Linked DNA regions of Sus scrofa: regions 1 and 3 are each linked to region 2. A link is a contact called in public Hi-C and HiChIP or PLAC-seq data. All regions are on one chromosome and are shown on one strand. Each heading gives the region's core, a stretch centred on a gene start, on an enhancer-like site or on the middle of the called end of the contact. The rest is flanking DNA. Distances are from core to core; before and after follow the strand shown. Region 1 holds the start of CLN6 (ceroid-lipofuscinosis, neuronal 6, late infantile, variant). Region 2 has its middle 29 kb from the start of SKOR1. Region 3 holds the start of CALML4 (calmodulin-like 4).

Region 1 (4,057 bases), core at 236-2,735, 340 kb before region 2:
CAGGATAATGGCCCTTGATAGTTAAGGGACACATCAAAGGAATGATTTCAATGAGTCCAGAAAAAGTAGAAAAGAGAAAAAATAGAAAAGCACTTGATTAATGGTAATCTTCTGATGTTTGACTCTTTTTTTTTTTTTCAGCAAAAATTTCTATTATCCTGGTTCCTCCCTTAACCTCTGTGGGTGGAACAGTTTCTCAGAGCTATCTGAGAGGCTACCAGCTGCCACTATAACCCTCAGGAAGGTCCCCAAATACAACATAATTCTCAACGTTCAGGTTGTGCTTTTTTTCAACTGACAGTCATTAATGTACAAAAATTACTATTATAGATGTCATGATGAATATACAAACCCAGGTCGTTTCTCCAGGGCAAGATGGATCACCCTGCCAGAGAATTTTAAACTAGGGCTACCCTGATTCCTGAAACTACAATTAACAAATGTCACAAGACACTGATTAATTACAGCTTCTTTGCTCTTCTCTTTTGGAAAACAAAACAAAAAAAATTCCTCTAACTCAATGACTAAATTGGAGTGGAACTGAGCGAGGCTTGTCTCTCACTCCCTCATTTGGTACCCTGCAGTAAACCCTCTATCCTTCACCAGAACCTGGTGTCAGCAGATTGACTTTGCTGCAGGTCCACAGCACACCCACTGGGTCCTCCAGAAGCCTGTCTGAACCCACCCTCTCCAAGTCTCTGCGCACACAATACTCAGTACTTTCCCCAGCACATCACTTACCAATCCTCCTCCCACCACCCCTCAAATGTAAGCCCCACTACAGCAAGATTCATCTGTTCTTGTATGCGCAGTGCGCTGCTCACAGCAAGAGTTAATACAAATTTTAATGGGAGAGAAGGAAGTAACTTTTCCGAATCCACTGAGCCCAAGCGTGACAAAGCCAGAATTGGAATCTGCGTCATCCCACGCCCCCGCCCCCCAGCTTGGAAAAAAAGTCTCTGCTCCTGTGCATCCGACCTTCCTATCCCACGGCTTATTTAATGCCTAGCGTCAAGTGCCACAAAGTTGACATTTTCAGACGCGACATCTTCCATCTGCGGAATGAAGGTGCGTAGCACAGTGGGGAAAGGACATGAACCCCTCTCCCCAAGGACAAAGGAAATCTCGCCTTGCCTCCTCCTCAGGGAAGCATTCCGGTCGGGTGAGTCATTTCCCACGTGCTTAGTCTGCCTTAGACCAATATCTGAGTCTCAGGCAGCCTAGGCAAAGCCTCCCGCCCCTTGTCAGGAGCGGATCCCAGCAAATCCCAGCCCCAGTTGGCCCGAGGCAGGGTGCGCCTGCCTCTGCCTCCGCCCCCGCTCCCCGCTGGGGACGCCACCTACCTCCCGCCCCGACTTCCTCGTGTGGAGCTCGCCCCGCCTCCCTTTCCATCCACCGGTCTCGGAGTAGCACCCGCCGTTCGCCCCGCCCCGCGGGGCCCCGCCTCCGGCCCGCACCTCCCCTCTCCGCGCTCTCCCGAGGGCCCGCCCCAGCGGTTGGCCTGTGTTGTAGCGGCCGCCGGGCCCACCGAGCCAGTCTCCAGCTCGGGACAGCGTGGTGGAGGGCCCGGCCTGCCGGCGGGGCAGCCATGGAAGCGGCGGCGCGGAGGCGGCAGCAACCGGGAGCGGCGGGCGGCCCGGGCGCGCAGCCGGGCGCCTCCTTCCTGCAGGCCAGGTGGGCGCGCGCCGGGCGGCGGAGCGGAACCGCGGCCCCACCACGTGACCGGGCGGGATCGCGGCGCCGGGGCTGCGGAGCCCGGGATGGGTCTTTCCCCCTCTGGCTCTGCAGCTGCTCTCTCGCCCACTCGCCTGGGCCCCGCCTCCGCGCTCTTTCTCTTCCCGGGCGAGCCCTCCGCCCAGGGAGGCTCAGCAGCCTTGACCGGCTTTGGGACAGTCTGTCAGCTAAGGGACGTCTTCAGGGGTCCAAGAAACCTGGAGGGGTGGGGGTGGTGAGCCTAGAGGACACCCCCGCTCACTTGAGTCCCCAAGGCTCCTGCAAGCCCCAGGCGCCACCCCGAGTTCTCCTGCCCCCTCAGCCATCAATAGGAGTTGGATTCTGGTGTTAACATGAGGCTCACTCCTTGCCTCAAGGAACCCAAGAATGTGGGAATGTAAATGAAAGACAGCGAAGTGTGGAAGCTCCCCTCGGGAGAAAATGAGGAAGGGCTTTTCTCACAAGGTTGCTGTTCTCTCGGGAAGAAGTTAATGGTTTATTTAGTTGAGACGAGGCACTTGGGGCGGGGGAAGGTACAGAAGTCATTTTTATTTTATTTTATTTCAGGGAAAAAATCGATTTATTAAGATAGGACGCTAGTGAGACGTGCAAGCGGGCAGGCAAGGAGGCTCTGCCAGAAGCAACTTTTAAATCTTTCCCTCCACTCTGCCTTCATCCCGAAACATTCGTTGCCTATTACAGGCATTCATTAAGCATCTCTGGTGTGCCCCGCTCTGTGTCAGGCGCTGAAATGGTGGATGAGGTGAAGCCGGAGAGTCCCAGAGTCCAGAAGGACCTGGGAGGGACAGAATCCAAGCAGGGGCTGAGAGGTTATCTTGGAGGACTTCCTGGAGGTAGTAGCATTTGAGGTGCATCTCAAAATACTCAGTAGGTGACAGGGGAAGAAAGGCTGTTCCAGCTTGAGGAAAGGCAAGCGGTGCAGTGGTGCTGGAGCTTTCCATGTGTACAGTGGCAGGAGGATGCAGACTGGTTGCAGGCTGGAACCTGAATGAGAGCCTAGAGTGCAAAATTTAAGGAGACGCTCACTCTTGGAACACTCAAAAACCTTCCATGGCTCCCTTGCGCCTATTTAAATGTTGGGCCTATGTGCCTTAATTGCCTCACCCTAAATGGCAGGTTAAGGATGCAGTTTTTGTTCTGTAGGGCACAGGGGAGCCATGGCAGGTTTTTGAGCAGTAGCATGCTCAGAGTCAATTTTAGGAAGTCTGTGGTATGATTTGGGCTGAGGGAAGAAATCTGAGACACTTGGCTGAGAGTAGCTTTCTTCCGCTACTGAAGGACAGCTCTTGTTTTGGATCCCCTGCAACTTAGGAGTCAGCCTTAAACTGGGATAGCCCAGTTGGAACGGTCTGTGAATATCAGATATGGTCAGCACTTTATCTCAAGTGTGGGGTTTCCACATGCAGAATCCTACTCAGTCTTTTTGTATTTTGTATATATGAAAACAGGTCTAGAGAAGGTTACATCATTTGTTGTACAAGAACCAGGGCCTAGCCCCAGGGCTTCTGATTTCAGGCTTCTGCTCTCACTACTCCATTCTGGCTGCTGAGAAGTGATGTCCCTCTTTATTTCTGCATGAGCTCCCCACCAGCCAGGGTGCTAATGAGGGTGGCATGTAGGGCTGGCTCTCTTCCAGGGTGTCTCTGCCCCCCTCATTGGCTGCCTCTAGGCAGATTCTCAGTATTATTACTGCAGAAGACAGTAGACAGAATCATCTTGTCCAACTCCTAGGATGCTTGGATTTCCACTGATGCTTCCACACTTTGCTTACCTACCTCTAATGACAAGGTGCTCACTACCTTTCAGTGGAGCCTATTCCAGCTTCTGCCTGCTATGGCGACAGTTTTTTTTGGTTTTGTTTTGTTTTAATTATTGTAGTCAAAGTAGTATATGTCTATGATTAAAATTGCACAGTTGGGCTTAAAGCAAAAACCAGTGGTCCTTTGTTCACCTCTCCCTAGCACCAGAGACAACCACGTTAGCTTCTTTTAGGTGTTTCTTTTTCCTTTTTTTTTTGACTGCACTGTGGCCCTCGGAAGTTCCCCAGCCAGGGATTGAACCCACACCACAGCAATGACAATGCCAGATCCTAGACTCCTAGGCCACCAGGGAACTCCTAGCTGTTTCTATCAGAATTAAATTCCTATTTCTAAATAATAGTAACAAGTGCTATGTATGTAGCACTTTCTATGGACCAGGCCCTGTTCTAAGTTTCTGTATGTATCAATTCAACCACAGCTCTTGAGGTAGGATGTGTTGTTATCCTCCATTTCACGGATGAGAACATTGAGGCCCAAGAGGTAACTTGCTCAAGATTTGGTTA
Region 2 (3,622 bases), core at 46-2,545:
GGGAAACAACGTTATAAGTGAAAACAGCAGCGTATAAAAAATACATACAGTACGGGGCAGATTTTGTTATATATAAAAATGGCTAACGCTTCTGGAATGTTAGCTATTATATACAGCCTCTCACTCAATCTTCACAACATTCTTCTGCAATTAACACTGTTATTCATGTTAGGTAAAGAAAGAAACCAGTTAGAAAGAAAAACATCAATGTCTACAGGGAAGAAGAACAAGGGTAACTGATGAATTTTATTTTCTTCATGCTCTTTTTTATTTTCCAACTCTTTAACAAGGAGGTATTATTTTTTTTTGTCCAACAGAAATATCGAATTTTTCTTCTCCTTTCTAGTTTATATATGTGAGGACTGAAGAATCGGAACAATACAGAGAAAATGAAAACTCTCCACCCACTACTGCTATTCCAACCACAGAGAGAGTCCACTGTGGACAGTCTGGCTGTTTAATATTTGCCTTTAATTCGTATTTGGCTTTGGTATTTATATTTGCTTTTCCATTGCGAATGTAGACATATACACTTGAAAAAGCAAACGTGATCATCTTACCATGTCAATACTTAAAACTCGCTAATCTGGGTCCTTTTGGGAGGCTGCACTTTGGTTTCTGTCCTGAGGGATGTCCAGGGCCCCTTTCCAAGTGGTGAACCATCTCTGGTCCTGGCCACCCACCCCAAGGGCTCCGGGTTTAGGACCTGGAGAACTGCGTTCTGGCAGAAGCCATTTACTAGCTGTGTGACCAGAGGCTAACCACTTTTGCTCTCTGAGAGTCTGTTTCCCCATCCTTCAGATGGCCGTTACAGCTCTTGCCTTGCCCAGTTTACGGGGACACCGCGATGCTACAAATGCTGACGGCTGTGACCGGTTGGTTAAGTGCTGCCCCTAAATCAGTCCTCTTCAGGCTCCTCCCTTCTGCCTCTCCATTTCCCTGCAGCCGGAGAGATTCTTCAACTTAAGTAGAAAAGGAGGCTGGAGGGCCGCGCGAAGGGAAGGGACGTGGTCTCCAGGCAAGCTCTAGAAACCTAGAAGCTCGAAACTGACTTGTGAACCCCGCTTGGGCTGACTCGAGAGTCTTCTGACTGGCATCTGCGGAGGAGGAATCTCTGGAGGTGGAAGCAAAAAAACAAATGCCTAGAGTGCAGCGGCGTGTAGCAGAGGAAAGCACTAGAGGGCTCAAAACGCTGCCTTGCGTCCACCTCCAAAGTGGATTTTAAAGGCTCTGCAAGAGCGAGCCAGAGCAGAGGCGAGGGCCTTCTCCTGCGGAGCCGCCGCCCCCTGGTGGCGGCGTGCACATGTTACAGCTGCTTGATAGGCCCCGCCTCCTCGCGCAGGGGCTGTGGGCTGTAGGGATTGAGTTGCCATTCACACGTCCTGAAACTAAAGAGCCCTTAGCCAGTTCCAACCAAAACTGAAACGTGCCGGAAAGGGGAGGTCAGGCCTAGGTGAACCAGGACTGGAACCTGGGACTCCAGATGTCTCACCCAGTGGATGATTACAATTTATGGTAATCGTTAAAGCAAAAAGCCCTAGGCAATGAAGAGTTTATTCCAGTTATTGGAATAGGGAGAAGGGGCATGAACACCAAATGTCTGGTGGGTTTTTTTTTTGTTGTTTTTTGGGTTTTTTTTTTTTTTGTCTTTTCTAGGGTCACTCCCGTGGTATATGGAGATTCTCAGGCTAGGGGTCTAATCGGAGCTGTAGCTGCTGGCCCACGCCAGAGCCACAGCAACACCCGATCTGAGCTGCGTCTGCAACCTACACCATGGCTCATGGCAACGCCGGATCCTTACCCCACTAAGCAAGGCCAGGATCGAACCCTCAACCTCATTGTTCCTAGTCGGATTCATTAACCACTGAGCCACGATGGGAACTCCCCAAATGTCTTAAAGAAAAGGAAGTCGCCTAAGGTTTCAGAGAGGCAGGTGACCAGGGAGTCATCAGCCAGTCTCATGGGAATAGCAACAAAGGAGGTACATGGGTTGTTTTCTTGGCATATGCGAGAGCAAGGAGGTCCTGTTTCCCCAGAACTTAAGGAGGTGGGGAGTTTCTTATTCCTCCCTGCCTTTCAAGAGCACAGGACTCAGATAAAACTCAACGCTCTCATAATAAATGGCACAGACTACTTAAGAGGTGAGCATAGCGAGGCCCAGGTCATGCATCTGTGGATTTTAGTAGTGAGACAAGATTCCAACCTGCTGATACGAAACAACAAAGAGTCCCCAACCTGCAGTTTAAAGTTCCCTCTAAGCATAAAATCATAAAGTTACTGTGCAAGAGAGGAACTGAGCCAGCAGCAGAAATGACCTGCTCAGTCATGGCTTTTGGTCTGATGGAGCGTATCAGTGACCTGCTGGACTCACCCAGGAAAAGTGTTGGGATTTACCCCTAGAAAGGCAGGGTGGAGGCTGTGAAAATACAGTGAGGTCCCCTGGTCAAGTCTCGGGAAGGCCCAGGGCAGTTGTGGGATTCGGCTACCATGTCTCTCAGCCAGGCTGTCTATCTGTCTCTCTCTATGGCCCCCACTCTGTTTCTCTTCCTGCCCAGCTCCTCCTTCACCCACAGTCTCTCCTCTCCCATGACTTCAACTGGCACCTGGCCCCTTGTGGCCACCCCAGCCCTTGAATCTACCCAACCTCCAGCTGTAGAGCCCACCACTGACTGCAGCTTCCTCTGGGTCTTTTAAGACACTTCTCCATGGCCAGCCTGTATTTTCAAGCCAGGCCCCAAATCACCGAGTGCTCTGCCTGCGATTGGCCCAGCCTCTGGTACGCAGCCCAGCCAGGCCCTTGATTGTTCAGGGTGGGGTGGGGTGGGTGGGGTTAAATGATTGGCTTCTGGCAGGGGCTGGGACAGGGCAGCTGCCTGTAGAAGTATCAGGAGCAGCTGCATCCAGGTGGTCTGAGGCTACAGTTTGGAAACCCAGGCTAGAAGTGTCATCCCCTCCAAGCACTTGCGCCCTCTTGTGGGTCCTGGGCTTCGTCTGCAGGAGGGTGCTGACTGAAGAGGGCAGTCTAAAGGACTGGAGAGAAGGGGACTCCCCTGTGACAATCTGGACTGTGGTCCCAGCAGTACCCCTGACCCACTGGCCCAGCTGCCCAGCCTCTTTGACAACGACCTTCCTTCCTAGCCTGAGGGTTCACGCCCTACGAGAGTGAGAGCGGTTGGCCAAAACTGGCCCTTTGCAGCCTGTTTCTGCTTGGTCTGCGAGCTCAGAATGGCATTTATGTTCTTATATGAAAAACACCGAAAGGAGAAGAATATAGCAAGACATGGAAATTATATAAAATTCAAATTTCAGTGTCCATAAATAAAGTTTGGGGTGTTTGTTTTGTTTTTTCTTTTTAGGGCTGCACCTGCAGCATAGGAAGTTCCCAGGCTAGGGGCTGAATCATATCTCCAGCTGCCAACCTATGCTACAGCCATAGCAACATCGTATCCGAGCCGCATCTGGGACCTACACCACAGCTCATGGCAATGTTACATCCTTAACCCATTGAGTGAGGCCACAGATTGAACCCACATCCTCATGGATACTCGTCAGATTCTTAACCCACTGAGCCACAACGGGAACGCCCATAAATAAAGTTTGGGTTTGTTTTTTGTTTTTTGGT
Region 3 (3,880 bases), core at 1,236-3,735, 320 kb before region 2:
TAACTCGTTTTTGCCCATACCACAGACTCTAACACTCCCCCGCCCCCCAGGGGAACACACTAGAAAATGGCCCTGGGTCTGGCAGGTACATCCCCGTGGCTGGGGTTTGCTGCCCTGTGGGGAGTAGGATTAGAAAGGGATTTAGTGATTTCATGTATCTTCTACCTGGCCCCACCTAAGACCACTAAGGTAATTAATCCAGGCTGCTAAGAATGGCACCATTATATTACCCCAGGGTTAGTTGGTATATCATCTCTGCAGTGCTTGGCACCAGCTGTGGAAACTGAGGGTGGATGGGCGGTGTGGTCCTCCTGGCCAGGACAAACCCACGGGCAGGGATGCTATTTTCTCAGGATGCTGGTACGGGTTGTGTTTGGTTTAATGGTTATGGTTTCTCCTGTGTTGTGCCTTAAATTTCATCCCTAGCCCAAGCGGAGGGCCACAGCGGTGGCCTCACTTGGAAATGAATCTGATTGTTGAGTTTACAGCGAGACGCCATTGTCATCCTCCTCTGGACTTCATGAAAAATCGACCCAATAAGCACCTGGCTCCAAAATTTGCCCCCCCCCCCGGTGAATTACTATCTTTAGTATCCTGACTATCTTACTCTTGATATTTTAGCTGCTGAGTTGTCTGCACTGCATTTGTGGGGTTTGGTTGCAGTGCACCTCTGTTCCTCCCCCCAGGAATATAGTGGAAAAGAGTGGGCTGAGACTGCAGGGCATGTAGGGATGGAGTGTATGGTCAGCCACTCAAGATGGCTGTTCTCTTGCTCTCTGCACAGCCCCTGCTCGACCACTTCCTGCTTCACCTGTATCCTACTTGCATGACTATCCAATCCTCTTAATCATAGGGCTTAATTAGTAATTGCCTCTTCACTTGCCCCCTGCCCCAGCCATTGGTTTCCCTGGTACCTGATGAGCCAACCCAATGTCAACTCCCCCTATAAAGAGTAGCTTCTGCCATGCCCCCCCACCCCCCAGCAAGAAATGTCCTACCTGCCATCTGCCATACACAGTGGGGTGCCACTCCAGGACTTGGCTTCAGACAAGATGCCCTGTCCAGTAAATCACTGGTGTCTCTGGCCCTTAGCTGGATGAAGCCCAGCCACGTCTCCCCTGAGAGTCCCTTTCCAAAGGCAGGACGATTCTGAGTGCATTTTTGCCTGGACACTCCAGCCCCCCCAACCCCCTGGCCCCCAAGCTGCCACTCTGTGCCCCTCTCGCACTTCCATGGTCCCATCTCCTTTCCCCACCTCCCCCCACCCCAAGGCTGTTAATGAGAAGCTCCCCTCCTCTCTTGCTCTCCACCAAACTTTCCTCTTCTCAGCCCCAACAGGGAGGGGTCAGAAGCCTCCAGCTGAACATCTCTAGGTCTAGAAATGGGTGTGAAGGTGACTGATAGTGTAGAGGTAAAGGGAACCTTCCATATGGAGGCGGTTGGAGGAGGGAGGGAGAATGGTGGGCAAAGGAGGGCCCCACCTGTCCATGTGTCCCCACAGATTAGCAACAGGTCCCTCCTCTGTGCATGTGCAGCCCCTTTGCAGGCTTCACTTGTCCCTGGGCTGGGAGCTCTGGTGCTGCACACAACCTGTGCTGCCTTCTGTGCTGGTCCTAATAAGGTGGGTGGACCTTGGAGTTGGGGCCCCCAGGCCGGGCAGCCACCAGCCGTGGACAAGGATACAGCAGGTATCTGGGTGCCCAATGGGGAGAGCCCAGCTGTGCCGGGTCCAGCAGCTCCACTCACATCCTCAGGGGCTATGGGCAGCTGTGGGGGTAGAGCTCACACCACTGAGGAAATGGGGAGTCAGCAGCTTCTGCAGGAAGGGTGGGGGCTGCTGTGGTAAGAGGAGGGAAAGGAAGGAAAGTGGGAGGCTTCCTGGTGGAGAAAGTCACCTAAGAGGCCCCTTCTAAGCCCCCTGGGTAGCCTGTCTTGGGGCCAGATCTCCCAGTGCAGTTACCTACCCCTCACCCCCAGACCCAGCCTGAGTCCCTGGAAGGAGGGGAGGGAACTCTCACACATGAGAACTGACAGCACTCTGGCCTTTGACTCTCAAAAAGCCCTATGATGAGGTCCGGCTAGGACAGTGAGGCACAGAGCAGTGTAATGACATGCCAAGGTCACTCAGCAAATGGCTTGAGATCAGCAGGGCCTGTGTCCCTTCTGTCCATAGCATCCCCTGACTCTGGGGGTGGAGGTGGCTGTCACAGGGGTGCCATCAGGGCCGGGTTTTCTTTCACCTACAAGATGGTGTATGAAGAGCCTTAAGGCAGTGTGCCAAGTGCCTGACACCTAGGTGGAGTCTACCAGCCTCCAGAGAGAAAGACCCTGGCATCCCCTTCTGTGTGTCACCAACCCCTTCTTAGTGTCCACAGAGGGTTCCTAGGAAGGAACAATAGCGTTTGTCCCTTGGCTACAGAGCATCAACTTCCGGATGCAGGACTGTATGAAGGGGAAGCCCTTGTGCAGCTCTGGCCTCTCAAACCCCAAGCTGCTACCCGGCCCAGGGAGGCAAGCAGGCAGGCCTGGAACATCAGCAGAGCACAGGAAGCTGGAATCTGACCCCTGGCATTGGGCCTGGTCTCCATGGCAGCCGTGGATTTATTACCCGGGCCTCCACCCAGCTTGGTGGACTTTTGACTTGAAGTGGAGAGGAAGAGGAATGAGAAGGCGGTGCAGGGGACAGAGAGTGCACGGGTGGCAGCCGGAGGACCCTGCGTGATGGTAAGTAGGGGTCACTGTAGCCTGGCAGGGGCAGGGGGTGTTCGTGGGTCCCTCCCTGACGGTTTTTCTCTCTCTGCTCCAGGCCAAGTTTCTTTCCCAGGACCAAATTAATGGTAGGTTGAGTTTTCTTTTTCACTAGCAACTCACAGCGAAATATGGGTCTCATTAGGCGAGTTGCTCTGCTCACATTTTGTTGGTGGGTAGGAAGGCGGCTACAGCTTCGGCTTCAGGGCAGGGGGAGAGCTGGGCCCACCCATGGGCAAGGGGATGGCTGTTGGGTGGAGGCAGGTTGCAGTGGGGAGGGGCAAGGCTTGGAGGAAGGAAATGTCAGTGTTATGTTGTCAGTGTGATTTACAAGACAGTGATGGAAGAGGGCGCTCACTAGGTTTTCCTCCAGAACCTGCTGGTTGGGTTTAGGGAGGGAAGGGGAGAGGGGGTGGACCGAGAGATGCCAGCCACTGGCTGCAGCTGAGGGCCTGAAAAAAGAAGGGGCTTTGTCATTGGCTGAGAAAAAGGGCCCAGGTCTGCATTCTCTGGCAGGTTGCATCTACTCTCAGGGCCTCAGTCTCCTTATCTGTAAAGAGGGATCAGCTTAAGTGGTCTCTGAGGTCCCTCTGCCCTGTGACCAAGCCTAGTTTGGTGTAGGGAGCACTTTATCCCCCGGGTCCCCTTTATTTCTCACTGTGCCTGGTTCTGTTTCCCAAGGCCAAGCCCAGAGAGTTGGGTTACACAGAACGCAGGGGCCCAGATCTGATAGGGGAGGCCCAGCAGGGCTCAGGTTGGGAGGTAAACTGAGGCTTGCCTGGGCAGGGATTCCCGAGTTCTGGGTACCAGGAGCTTGATCTAAGAGGGAGAATGGGTGGGTGGATGGCAAGTTCCCAGTAGGCACCTCTGCATAGACCGCTGGATATCCTTACCCCAAAAGAGGGCCCAGAGCAGGGGCTTCTCTTGCCCAGATCTCAAGGCAAGACTTGGCTGAGTCTCACTGAGGCTGACAGCTGCACTGCAGCCCCATCACCCCACCAATACCTGGTTCTGAGCCTCAGTGACCATCCCTCTGGGGCCTCTGACTCTCCCAGAAGGAAGAAGGTAAGAGTGAGTCCCTTTGTATCCTAATATGTGACACAAAGAAAGTGACAACAAATGTTTAATGAAT

What was found. Hi-C and Micro-C count contacts between places; a contact is called where the count stands out from the background. HiChIP or PLAC-seq counts read pairs in DNA pulled down with a chosen protein or histone mark.
Region 1: an H3K27ac HiChIP or PLAC-seq map of skeletal muscle shows a contact between it and region 2. The contact joins the promoter of CLN6 here to the enhancer-like site in region 2. A contact is called at or near these places in 1 of 5 promoter capture datasets (fetal skeletal muscle), 8 of 47 Hi-C or Micro-C datasets (alveolar macrophages, brain, embryonic fibroblasts and 4 more) and 1 of 2 datasets of contacts at active chromatin or transcription factors (skeletal muscle).
Region 3: a contact with region 2 is called in a Hi-C map of skeletal muscle, with 4 times the contacts expected there. The contact joins the promoter of CALML4 here to the enhancer-like site in region 2. A contact is called at or near these places in 14 of 47 Hi-C or Micro-C datasets (alveolar macrophages, brain, embryonic fibroblasts and 8 more) and 1 of 2 datasets of contacts at active chromatin or transcription factors (skeletal muscle).

Annotation. Positions count from the first base shown.
Region 1 is chr1:166,123,474-166,127,530 of Sscrofa11.1, reverse strand. CLN6 (ceroid-lipofuscinosis, neuronal 6, late infantile, variant) reads left to right here and starts at 1,485. Exons shown (of 7, transcript NM_001243614.1): 1 at 1,485-1,674. The coding sequence starts at 1,589.
Region 2 is chr1:165,780,339-165,783,960 of Sscrofa11.1, reverse strand. No RefSeq gene overlaps it. Among named protein-coding and RNA genes, the nearest start is that of SKOR1, 29 kb to the right of the region's middle. Within about 2 kb of position 1,295, at least 54 of the 83 cell types and tissues checked have an H3K27ac peak or open chromatin away from gene starts, as enhancers often do. A contact at or near this core is called in alveolar macrophages, brain, embryonic fibroblasts and 5 more, where this site is marked.
Region 3 is chr1:166,098,399-166,102,278 of Sscrofa11.1, reverse strand. CALML4 (calmodulin-like 4) reads left to right here and starts at 2,485. Exons shown (of 5, transcript NM_001244619.1): 1 at 2,485-2,724; 2 at 2,807-2,837. The coding sequence starts at 2,722.